Linked DNA regions of Mus musculus: region 1 is linked to region 2. The links are chromatin contacts, called in public promoter capture Hi-C maps. All regions are on one chromosome and are shown on one strand. The core of a region is the stretch at or near the end of the contact, and the rest is flanking DNA. Distances in the headings are between cores, read along the strand shown.

Evidence for each region. Promoter capture Hi-C pulls out the DNA fragments that hold promoters and counts their contacts.
Region 1: a promoter capture Hi-C map of liver shows a contact between it and region 2, with 1.9 times the contacts expected there. The contact joins two enhancer-like sites. A contact is called at or near these places in 1 of 39 promoter capture datasets (liver), 1 of 15 datasets of contacts at CTCF or cohesin (the NIH/3T3 cell line), 1 of 115 datasets of contacts at active chromatin or transcription factors (embryonic stem cells) and 1 of 9 other capture datasets (adipose tissue).

What each region holds. Positions count from the first base shown.
Region 1 is chr16:32,521,426-32,526,900 of GRCm38.p6, forward strand. No RefSeq gene overlaps it. Among named protein-coding and RNA genes, the nearest start is that of Zdhhc19, 28 kb to the left of the region's middle. Within about 2 kb of position 2,641, at least 115 of the 459 cell types and tissues checked have an H3K27ac peak or open chromatin away from gene starts, as enhancers often do. A contact at or near this core is called in adipose tissue and liver, where this site is marked.
Region 2 is chr16:32,055,523-32,060,425 of GRCm38.p6, forward strand. All of the region lies in intron 1 of Pak2 (p21 (RAC1) activated kinase 2), which reads right to left. Among named protein-coding and RNA genes, the nearest start is that of Gm26419, 7.9 kb to the right of the region's middle. Within about 2 kb of position 3,494, at least 109 of the 459 cell types and tissues checked have an H3K27ac peak or open chromatin away from gene starts, as enhancers often do. A contact at or near this core is called in adipose tissue and liver, where this site is marked.

The sequences.
Region 1 (5,475 bases), core at 1,391-3,890, 470 kb after region 2:
TCCTCCTTGTAGCTTTATTGAGACAGGATCTTACAATGTTGCCTAGGCTGACCTCAAAGTCAAGACCCTCCTGTGTCAGTGCCAAGTACCTGGATTGCAAACATGTGCCACTACTCTGGAGGCTGCCTGTCTTCTTTCTATAAACATTTCTGACAACTGTTGCCTGCTCTTGCTTCTTCTTGTTATTTTGTTTACTGTTGCTGTTTTGTTTCTCTGTGTAGCCCTGTCTGTCCTCTGTAGACCAGGCTGGCCTCAAACTCAGAGATCCACCTGCCTCTGCTTCCCAAGTGCTGGGATTAACGGTGTGCACCACCACTGCCCGGCTACTTTTGTAAATTTTAGCCACCTTACTGAGCTTTATTGTTGCTTAAACTATATGCATTGGAAGTATACAGGAGGCTAGGGCTCCGTAGGCGAGCGCCTTCTGTGTGAGTCTGAGGCCCTGATTGGCACACCTGTGACCCCACTGCTGGAGGACAGAGACAAATGGATCAGGATTCCCCATCCAGCTATTCCAGCCAAAAGGGTGAGCTCCAGGTTCGGTGAGAGACAGTACCTTAAATAACAAGTTTACCTGTGAGATGGCTCACAGGTAAAGGTATTTGCCTTGAAAATCTGGCAATTTAGAGGAATATGGTGGCACACACCTTTAATCCCAGCACTTGAGAAGCAGAGGCAGGTACACCTTTGTAAGTTCGAGGCCAGCCTGGTCTACAGAGTGAGTTCCGGGACAGCCAGGACTACACAGAGAAACCCTATCTCAAACAAACAAACAAACAAACAAACAAACAAACAAACAAACCCCTGATACTTGAGCTCACTTCTCAGAACCCATGCAATAGTGGAAAGAGAGAAACGACCCTACTGGCCTCTACATGACTGTGGAGTGTGCTACCCTCTTCATAGTGTACATTATGCACATGCACACTATTTTTTTCCCCCAAAAGAAAAATAAGATGGGGAAGTGGTTGAAAAGGCATCCTGACTCTAACCCTTGATCTCTACAGATGTCCACCGCATTCATGCAGAAACTCTACACACACGTGTGCACATCATAATAACAAAGACAGTTAACATTTAAAATTTTTAAGCATTTAATTTAAATTAAAAAATATTACATTAAAAAAATATTGTCCAGTCTGAGTTGGGAACAATATGCTCTGCAAGTTCATGGGAGACCCAGACAGGAACAATTCACCTTGCAGGCTAAGGTTTCTGTTTGCAGTTAAGATAGTTAAGAATAAGTTCCTATTTGCCCTGTGTAGGTTAAGGTTTCTGTTTGTAGTTAAAGAACAAATTTTATTTGTCTTGTGTTAAGTCCTTGCAAGTTAAGGTTTCTGTTTGTAGTTAAAAGCAAGTTCCTGTTTCTTAGTCTGATATAAACCGTAAAACGAGTTTTTCAGCTTACACTAAACTTTTGTGTATTCACAGGATCCGTTCTTACCCCGTTCCTTCCCTTCCCTTGATTCTTTCTACAGTGGATAACAGCTGACTCTCTCACCCCTGTGGATACCTTATCTGTCCTATAAAAAGGACTTCAAGAGGCCAGCAGAGGCTGCTCTCTCAAATCCTGATTTAGGGTGAGACAGCCAGCTGGCCAGTCCCAGGTGTACCCTAAAATACAGCTAGCTTTAACTGGACAACCATGGATTTGTTCTTTTCTCGTGAGCCTCATGCTTAACACTCTGACTTCTATGTGTGACATGGGAGTGTGCCACCACCTTAGAGGGCATGCCATGCGCACATGCACAATTTAAAAAAAAAAAAAAAGACGGGTGGTGGTGGTACACTCCCAACTCTTGGGAGGCAGAAGCAGGCAGATCTCTGTGAGTCTGAGGCCAGCCTGGTCTACAGAGTGAGTTCCAGGACAGCCAAGGTTCTACTGAGAAATCCTGTCTCAAAAAACAAAAAGAATGGGGAAGAGATTGAAAAGTCTCCTCTGCTCTCTGTAAGCATCCACTATACACATGTGTACACTACATATATACTCAACATGCATGTGTGAGCACACACACAATAATGAAAAAATAACATTGTAAAAAAAAGTTGTTCGATTTTAATTTTAAAGTCAATTTTGGTGTTTCGTGTACACACCTATAAAGCCACCTCTACAATCAAGATCCTGAGCAGGTCTTTCTGCTACTTCTAAGCTTTTCTGCAAGCTCCTTTGGCCTGCTTGGTCTGCCCTGAGCCTCTCCCAGTGACTTATGGCCAGGATAGCAGGCACCCAGCCAAGGCTTGCCTAAGCTCTGTCTCCTAGCCAGAGAGTGCTTCAAGGAGCATGAAGGATTCCTCCAGAAGGTGTTTCAGGACCCTCTGTGTCTTCTGGTCAGTTTGGCTGTGAACCTTTAACTGCAGAGGAGGAGGCGCAGGAAAGTATTTAAGAAGAAAGAGGAGCTTGTGTTCATAAAGGGACACCATAAATATAACAAAAAGACATGTATAAGGACAATCATGACACTCATGCAATGCTTATATAAAGAATGCCTAAGAATAGGGTAAAGTTGAGGAAGAGCGAGTGGGTGTCTTGTGTAAACAGAACAGGTGTTGCCAGGAAACACGTCAGGACTTTATTAGACACCAAAAGTACACTCGGATGTCACTCGTCAGATAGGCAAACATAAAAGGAGGGTTTAACCCAGTACTCAGGAGCATGCAGGGCAGAGAGGACACTCACTGCCTGCCGCAGCTGTCAGCCCCACTCCCTAGGGAGAGCCAGTGAATTATCCTGCCAAGTGTTATTGCTTGGCTGCTCCTACCCACTTAGGGCTTGTGTTTGCTCTCTTTACCCCAGAGGTACTTGAGCTCCTGGGGTATTAACAGGACAAGAGACAGGACAACTCCTTTCCCCATGAGAACAAAGAACCCCTAAACAACCCTGTCTGAGGCTGCAGACTAGCCGGGAGTACACAGATATGAATAATTTAAAAACCTCTGTAATCAAGCCATGTAGCTTTTCAAGGACAAATGGAGACATCGTGGTGTATCGTAATGGGATCTGGCACAGAAAATGAATCACCTCAGCTTCACTTGCAAGCCAGTTTCAAGGGCAGAGCAGTACAGAATGAGGTATGATGACGCATTGTAACAGTACATTGCCCACTGACTGCTCACCCAACTGTTTTGGAGACTGGGAGCCCAGCCCCGGGCCACAGGGCCAGCAGAGCCACCTGGGAAGGCTCTGGGGTAGGGTGTGGCTTCTGGCAGCCCCACAGTAGACTTCAGAAGCCCCTCCAAGTCCACGTTTCCTGCTTTGGTAAGGACTCCAGTCATATTGGATTAGGGCCCATTCAATGACCTTGTTTCAACTTATGAGCCTCCACAGAGACCCCATCTCCAAATAAAGTCACGTTCTGAAGTACCTGGTTATGGTTACAACTCCTAACCCACCTGTCTGAAGGGATACAGTTCAGTCTGTAACAATAAAGACAAATATGGCAGCACTAATAAAATGTCTGGAGGCCTAAAGCTATGAGTCCAGGAAAGTGTAAGGGATAAAAGTGTAAGGGATAAAAGTTAAACTTGGAATAGTGGTTACCTGTGGGCATCGATGGGGGTGGGGGATGGGTGGGGCCTTAACATGCCTTGATAGTCTTTCTCATTTGTTTTTTTCTGAGACAGGGTTTCTCTGTGTATCCCTGACTGTCCTGGAACTCACTTAGTAGACCAGGCTGGTTTCGAACTCAGAAATCTGCATGCCTCTGCCTCCCAAGTGCTGGGATTAAAGGCGTGCACCACCACTGCCCGGCCTAGTCTTTCTCATTTTTAAAGTATTTTTTAGCCTGGGATTCAGTCACAGGGCTAAGCCATACTCTACCACTGTGCTACATTACCAGCCGCAGTCTTCTGTTTCTTGGGCAGGCAATGGGTTTGTTCTAATATTCTTTATTATATGAGTGTTATTTCTTGTGTGGGTGTGTATGTGCATATCCTATGGATGTGTCCAGCTGTGCATGCAGTTGTGTGTGCATGCATGTCCATGAGGAGGCCAGAGGTCTAGGTCAACTGGTATCCTTGTCTCCACTCCACCTCACTGCTTTAAATAGGGTCTCTAACTGAACCTGGAACTCACTCATTAGTCAGTCAATCAACCCCATACATCGGCTTGTCTCTCCTGCCCCCCAAGCTCTGGGGCCACAGATCCACTGGACCCAGTTTTTATGTGGGTGCTGGGGAGCTGACTTTAGGGCCTCATTGCTTGCACGGCAGGGATGTTACCAACTGTGATGGTTTGAATAGGTGTGGCCTCCATAGATTCACATGTTTGTATGCTTGGCCCATAGAGAGTGGCACTGTTAGGAGGTGTGGCCTTGTTAGAGAAAGTGTGTCATGGTGGAGGTGAGCTTTGAGATCTCCTATTCTCAAGCAATGTATGGCACACAGTCCCCTTCTTCTGCCTGCAGGTCTGCACTGTGTCTGCCTGCAGGCTGCATGTCACCCAGCAAGACAATAATGGACTAAACCTTTGCACTCTATGCCAGCCCCAATTGAATGTTTTTCTTTATAAGAGTTGCCTTGGCCTTGGTGTCTTTTCACAGCAATAAAACCCCAAGAGACCAACTGAGCCACCTTAACAGTTCTGTGTACATGGATTTTCTTTTGTAATGGGTGGTCTCACGTAGCACAGACTGGCCTCCAACCTACTATATACCAAAATAACCTCCCTCTGAGTGCCAGAACTACAGGCATGTGCTTCGGTGCTCGGCTGTTGGTATTTTTATTTAAAATGCTATTTATTTATTTATTTATTGTTTTTTAAGACAGGGTATGTATGTATGTATGTATGTATGTATGTATGTATGTATGGTTTTTTTCAAGATGAGATGAGGGTTTCTCTGTGTAACACTGGCTGTCCTGGAAATCTCTCTGTAGACCAGGCTGGCCTTGAACTTGGAGATCTGCTTGCCTCTGCCCCCGAGTGCTGGGACTAAAGGGATATGCCACCACATCTGGCTTTAAGAGGCAATTTATAATAAGTGCCAACTTTCAAAAAAGAAACATAAGAGGCTGGAAAGATGGCTCAGCAGTTAAGAGCACTGACTGTTCTTCCAGAGGTTCTGAGTTCAGTTCCCAGCAACCACATGATGGCTCACAACCATCTGTAATGGGATCTGATACCCTCTCCTGGTGTGTCTGAAGACAGCTACAGTGTACATGTGTACATACAATAAATAATTCTTTTTCAAAAAAGGAAACATAAAAAGATTGAGGTGGGTATAGACAGCATGTTTGAGTCTGCCATGGGGGGAAGGAGGGAAGAAGAAAAGTCAGAGGGAGGTGAGGGAAGTCTTCCTGTGACAACTGCTGAGAAATCACTGGCTCACCCAGGTCCATACAACTAGTGGGGGTCATTTTACACCCATGTCCCCAACCCCACCACATCATCCCCTCCCCCACACAGCTGCTGCCTCTTTCCTGAAGTTATTATCTGGGTCCTTGGATACTGGTCATTGGGCTGTACACAGTGTGTGCCTA
Region 2 (4,903 bases), core at 2,244-4,743:
ACCAGCTGAACAGAACTCAGATATGAAACTCCACAGCTACAAAATCTGGGGTTTTTAAGTCTCTTTTTTAAATTTTACTTTATTTATATGAGTACACTGTAACTGTCTTCAGACACCAGAAGAGGGCATCAGATCCCATTACAGATGGTTATGAGCCACCATGTAGTTGCTGGGAATTGAACTCAGGACCTCTGGAAGAGCAGTCAGTGCTCATAACCACTGAGCCATCTCTCCAGCCCCCCAAAACATGATTTTTAAAAATTTATTTATTTTTGGTTTTTTGAGACAGGGTTTCTCTGTATAGCCCTGGCTGTCCTGGAACTCACTCTGTAGACCAGGCTGGCCTCGAACTCAGAAATCCGCCTGCCTCTGCCTCCCAAGTGTTGGGATTAAAGGTGTGTGCCACCACGCCCGGCTCTAAAACATGATTTTTGACAAAGATGTTAAGAATATACATTGGAGAAAAGACAGCTTCTTCAACAATCCGTGCTAGGCGAACTGATGTCCATATGGAGAAGAATTAGATCCTTGTGTCTCACAAAATCAACCTGAAATGGATCAAAGATCTTAATGTAAGATCAAAATTCTGAAACTGCTAGAGAGAAAACATTTAAGACACAGGCACAGGCACAGAGGCTCTGAACAGGGCCCTTAAATTCTGAAACTGCTAAAGGAAAACTAGGGCAAATACTCAACACTGTTCTGAGTGAGCTCTCACTCAGGAAATAAGGTCAACAAGGGACAAATGGGGCATCATGACATGACAGCTTCTGTACAATAAAGGAAACAGTTAACCAAGTGAGAGGCAGCCCAGATAATGAGGGGAACTTGCCCAGATATATATATATCATAGAGGTTCAATAAAGTGTATTCAGCCTTTGCTACTGCAACACAGTATCATCTATAAACTAAAAAACTAAATCACACACATACAAAAAGACCAAAAACTCATAATATTTGAACTGTTTAATATTTTGTTTTGGGTCTCTTTCTATCCATGTGGCCCATGAACTGCAGGCTGGACATACCTGACAGAATATACAAAGAACTAAAACAAAAAACAAAAAAACCCCAAATAACAACAACAACAACAAAACCAAACAGCACAATCAATTAATGGGCTAATGAAATTAACAAACAGTTGTCAAAAAATAAGGACCAGAGGGGGTGGCTCAGTAGCTAGTGGTGCTTACATCCAGGCCTGACAAACACTTTGATAGACTCCTATAAGGTGACAGGAAGAGAACTGAATTCCAACTTTGTCCTCTGGTACTGTGGCATTCACAAACACATGGGCACAAAACAAATCTGAAATACAAACATCAATAAACACATAAAGAATGCCCAGTCTCAAGACACCATCAGGGAAATGCAAATCAAGGCTAGGCTGAGATTCCAGCTTACCAGTAGTCAGAATGGCAGTCAACTAAGGGAACAAATAAATAAATACCATTAAGTAGTCCAAAGAGAATGCTTTTTTTTAAAATCTGAATTTGTTAACATTTAAAAACATATTTTGAGTAAATCACATTCTTCTTTCCCTTTTGTACCCCAACTCCTCCCAGAGAGCCCCCTTCAAAACCTGCAATACCTTTTTTTACCATATTCTTTAAAATTTATAAAATATTTTAACAATAAAAATGAGTATTATAAAAGTTGTTTGATATAAAACAACAATCAGTTGAACAGTCTTATGTAGATGTTTGTCTACAGTAACTGAAAATACATACATTTTTCTCAATATGAATTTTAAATAACTCCAAATATATTAACAAACAGCACAATCAATTAATTTTTGTGTATGACATTTTAAAATAATATATCACTATTAGTTTTTAATGAACATAAATAGATAAAAAGTCTTTTTGTTTGTTTTGTTTTGTTTTGAGTAGAGCTTAAAATCTTGGCTCTTACTGTGGTACAAACACAAAATAACAGTTTTTGGACATTAGAGTTCATTTTAATAAGGCAGTGTGGCTGTAATGCCAAGACTGCCTGTCACCTTTTAATGCTCTGCTCAGATAGACAGGTGACATCTCTCTCATAGCTATCTTGGTGGATATTTTAACTCTACTTGCATTCATGTATAGATATATATTTTGTCTTTTATATTTAAAAAAATTATGTGTGTGTGCTTGTGTGAGTTTTGCCTGTGTGGGGTTGCTCGAGGTAGCCAAAAGAAGACATCTGATCCACTGGAGTTGGAGTTACTAGAGGCTGTGAGTCACCTAATGTAGGTGCCAATAACTGAACTTTGTCCTCTGGAAGAAGCTATCTAGTCCCCTTGTCTTTGTTATTTAATCTTCTTGAGAATGTGTAAGCACACATTTGGAGGTCAAATGGTAACTTCATGGATAAGCCCTTGCTTTCCATGTTTTGAGCCAGGGTCTCATTTACCGCTGTGCATGCCAGGCTATCTGGCTCATGAGTTTCTGAGGAATTCTCCTGTTTCCATCTCTCTCTTCTTGTTATAGGAACACCAGGAATATGTACTACTATATCTGGCTTTACATGGGTTTTGGGGATCCAAACTAAGGCCCTGACACTAGCTTGGCGTGTTTTACCCACCAAACCATCTCTCCAGACCTATTTTTGCTTTTAAATCATCCATCCATCCATCCATCCATCTATCCATCCATCCATCCATTCAGGATGCACATGAAGGAGTATGTTAGGTCAGCAAACAACTTGAAACAGTGAATTTGCTCCTTTCTGTGTGGGTCCTGAGGATCAGACTCAGGTCATGAGGCTTGGAGACAGCTACCCTGACCATCTGAGCTCTCATCCATCTTATAAAAACTGTGGAGGACAGTGGTAGAAGATCCCTACTTTACATAAATTCTGATGTAAAAGTACGTATGTTAGAAAATCAAACAACTCCTCAGTAAACAAGGTATTGAATGGTAATTGAATCTTGATCTTTTGTGAGAAAACTTTTATCTACAATAAAAATGAGGCCAACTAAATCCACACAAAATTTAAAATAAACTTTATTTCTTCAAGTTAGCTCAAATTCTAGGACTTGGAGAAAAGCAGCTATAACCTGAGAACCGAGAGATGAGAACATTCTTACTTCCCTCTGAGTCCCGCAGCTCTTCTTTCCTTCACACTCGCTACTTGCTCTGGGGCATTACTTTGACACACATTACCTGCCACATTTCACAGGCGAGTATCAAGAAGTAAGAGACTTACCTAAAACATGACACAGATCTAATCCTAGTACCAGACCCCAAGCCTTATAAAAACCGTGGAGTATAGCAGTAGAAGATCCCTACCTTACATAAATTCTGATATTAAATTATATGTTAGAAAACCAACATTCCTCATGCTTTTCTCTATACTAATCCAGTGTGCTGGATGACTTCCGGAACTGAATTATAACTGTGACAATTAGTCAATAACTTACGTCACTTTTCTCCCCCAAGTTCACTCAGCCCAAAGGGCAAGGACTGTGCATACCTTAGACAGGACTGCCGACTGACTCATGTTGACCATGCTCTGCTCCCCAGTGAAGCCTATCCCTCCTGAATGTAGCAGTCCTTTTCTCACCCAGCCGTTCACTAGACACAGATAAAGCAGGTCACACTAACAGGGTTACCTTTGAAAAGCTTGTACTTGCCCCTCACTGCTGACTTATGGCCTTAGTCTCTTTCCCACAACGCAGCTTTTTGTGCACTGCTCCTACAGACAGTGTTAAGTGCCTAAAAAGTGCCTGGTAAGGTCCCAATAAAATTCTTTAACCTTATATTTTAGACAGGTACAATAGACACAAAAACAACTCACAGGACTGGAGATGAGGCTTAGTTGGTAAAGAGTGCCTGCTTAGTGGTAGTCAGTCCCTAGCACTGTACAAAACCAGACAAGGGGCGCATGCATCCTACCACAGAGAGGTTGGAGGCAAGAACTTCAAAGTCATTCTTGGATGCATGAAGAGTTGAACACAGGGCTGGAGAGCTGGCTCAACAGTTAAGAGCACCAATTGCTCTTCAAAAAGTCCCAGCAACCACACAGTGGCTCACAGCCATCTGTGAAGAGGGATCTGATGGCTTCTTCTGGTGTGTCTGAAGACAGCATACTGTCTGTATACATACTGTATATATAGTACAGTATACTCATATTCATAAAAATGAATGAATGAATAAATAAATAAATAAATCTTTAAGAAAAAAAATAATTGAACACAGCCTAAGATACATGAAATCCTGTCCCCAAACCAAGTCAAACACACTTCATAATAAAATGATAATATAGCCTATATTGTTTTACCACTACTCAAAAATGCTGTATGAAAAAAAAAAAAGTAAGTAGTGCCTCTCTCCAATCCTTTCACTTTTTGATACTTTTCAGTAACAAACAAGTAGGCAAAACAAAAAGTGTGCCAAAACACACTGTACTCTCTAAGAGGCCCATTGTTTAACTGTGATGAGCCTCAACACAATTCCTCAATTGTGTTCTGAAGAAGACCAGAAGTAGCTAAATACACGACAGAAATAAGGAAGTGGTGTCTGGACTCAGTCAGTCTAACTAGTGGAAATGAATTTATATTATCTACTGGGATCAGCTATGACACAGAAGTGAAAAACACATTACCAGAAAACATGGTTCATGATGCAAAATTTTACTTTATGTTTTCAGGAACTTACTAATATAACAACACTGACCAGAACTCTAACAATCTCTTTCTACACTGACACCATGGCATCCCAAACCTTACGAACCTCTGTGAGCTTAAGTACAGATGAGAACGAGCCCCGACTACCTGCAGGTGCGGCCATACACTGAGTCAGAGGCTCCCACACTGGAAAGGAAGTGTTCACCAGAGTATGCCAGTCAGAACATCAGGCCAAGATGGCAAAGCTCCAAAGCAAAGACTTGATGCAGAGAGGTGTAGGAACGCAGAGAA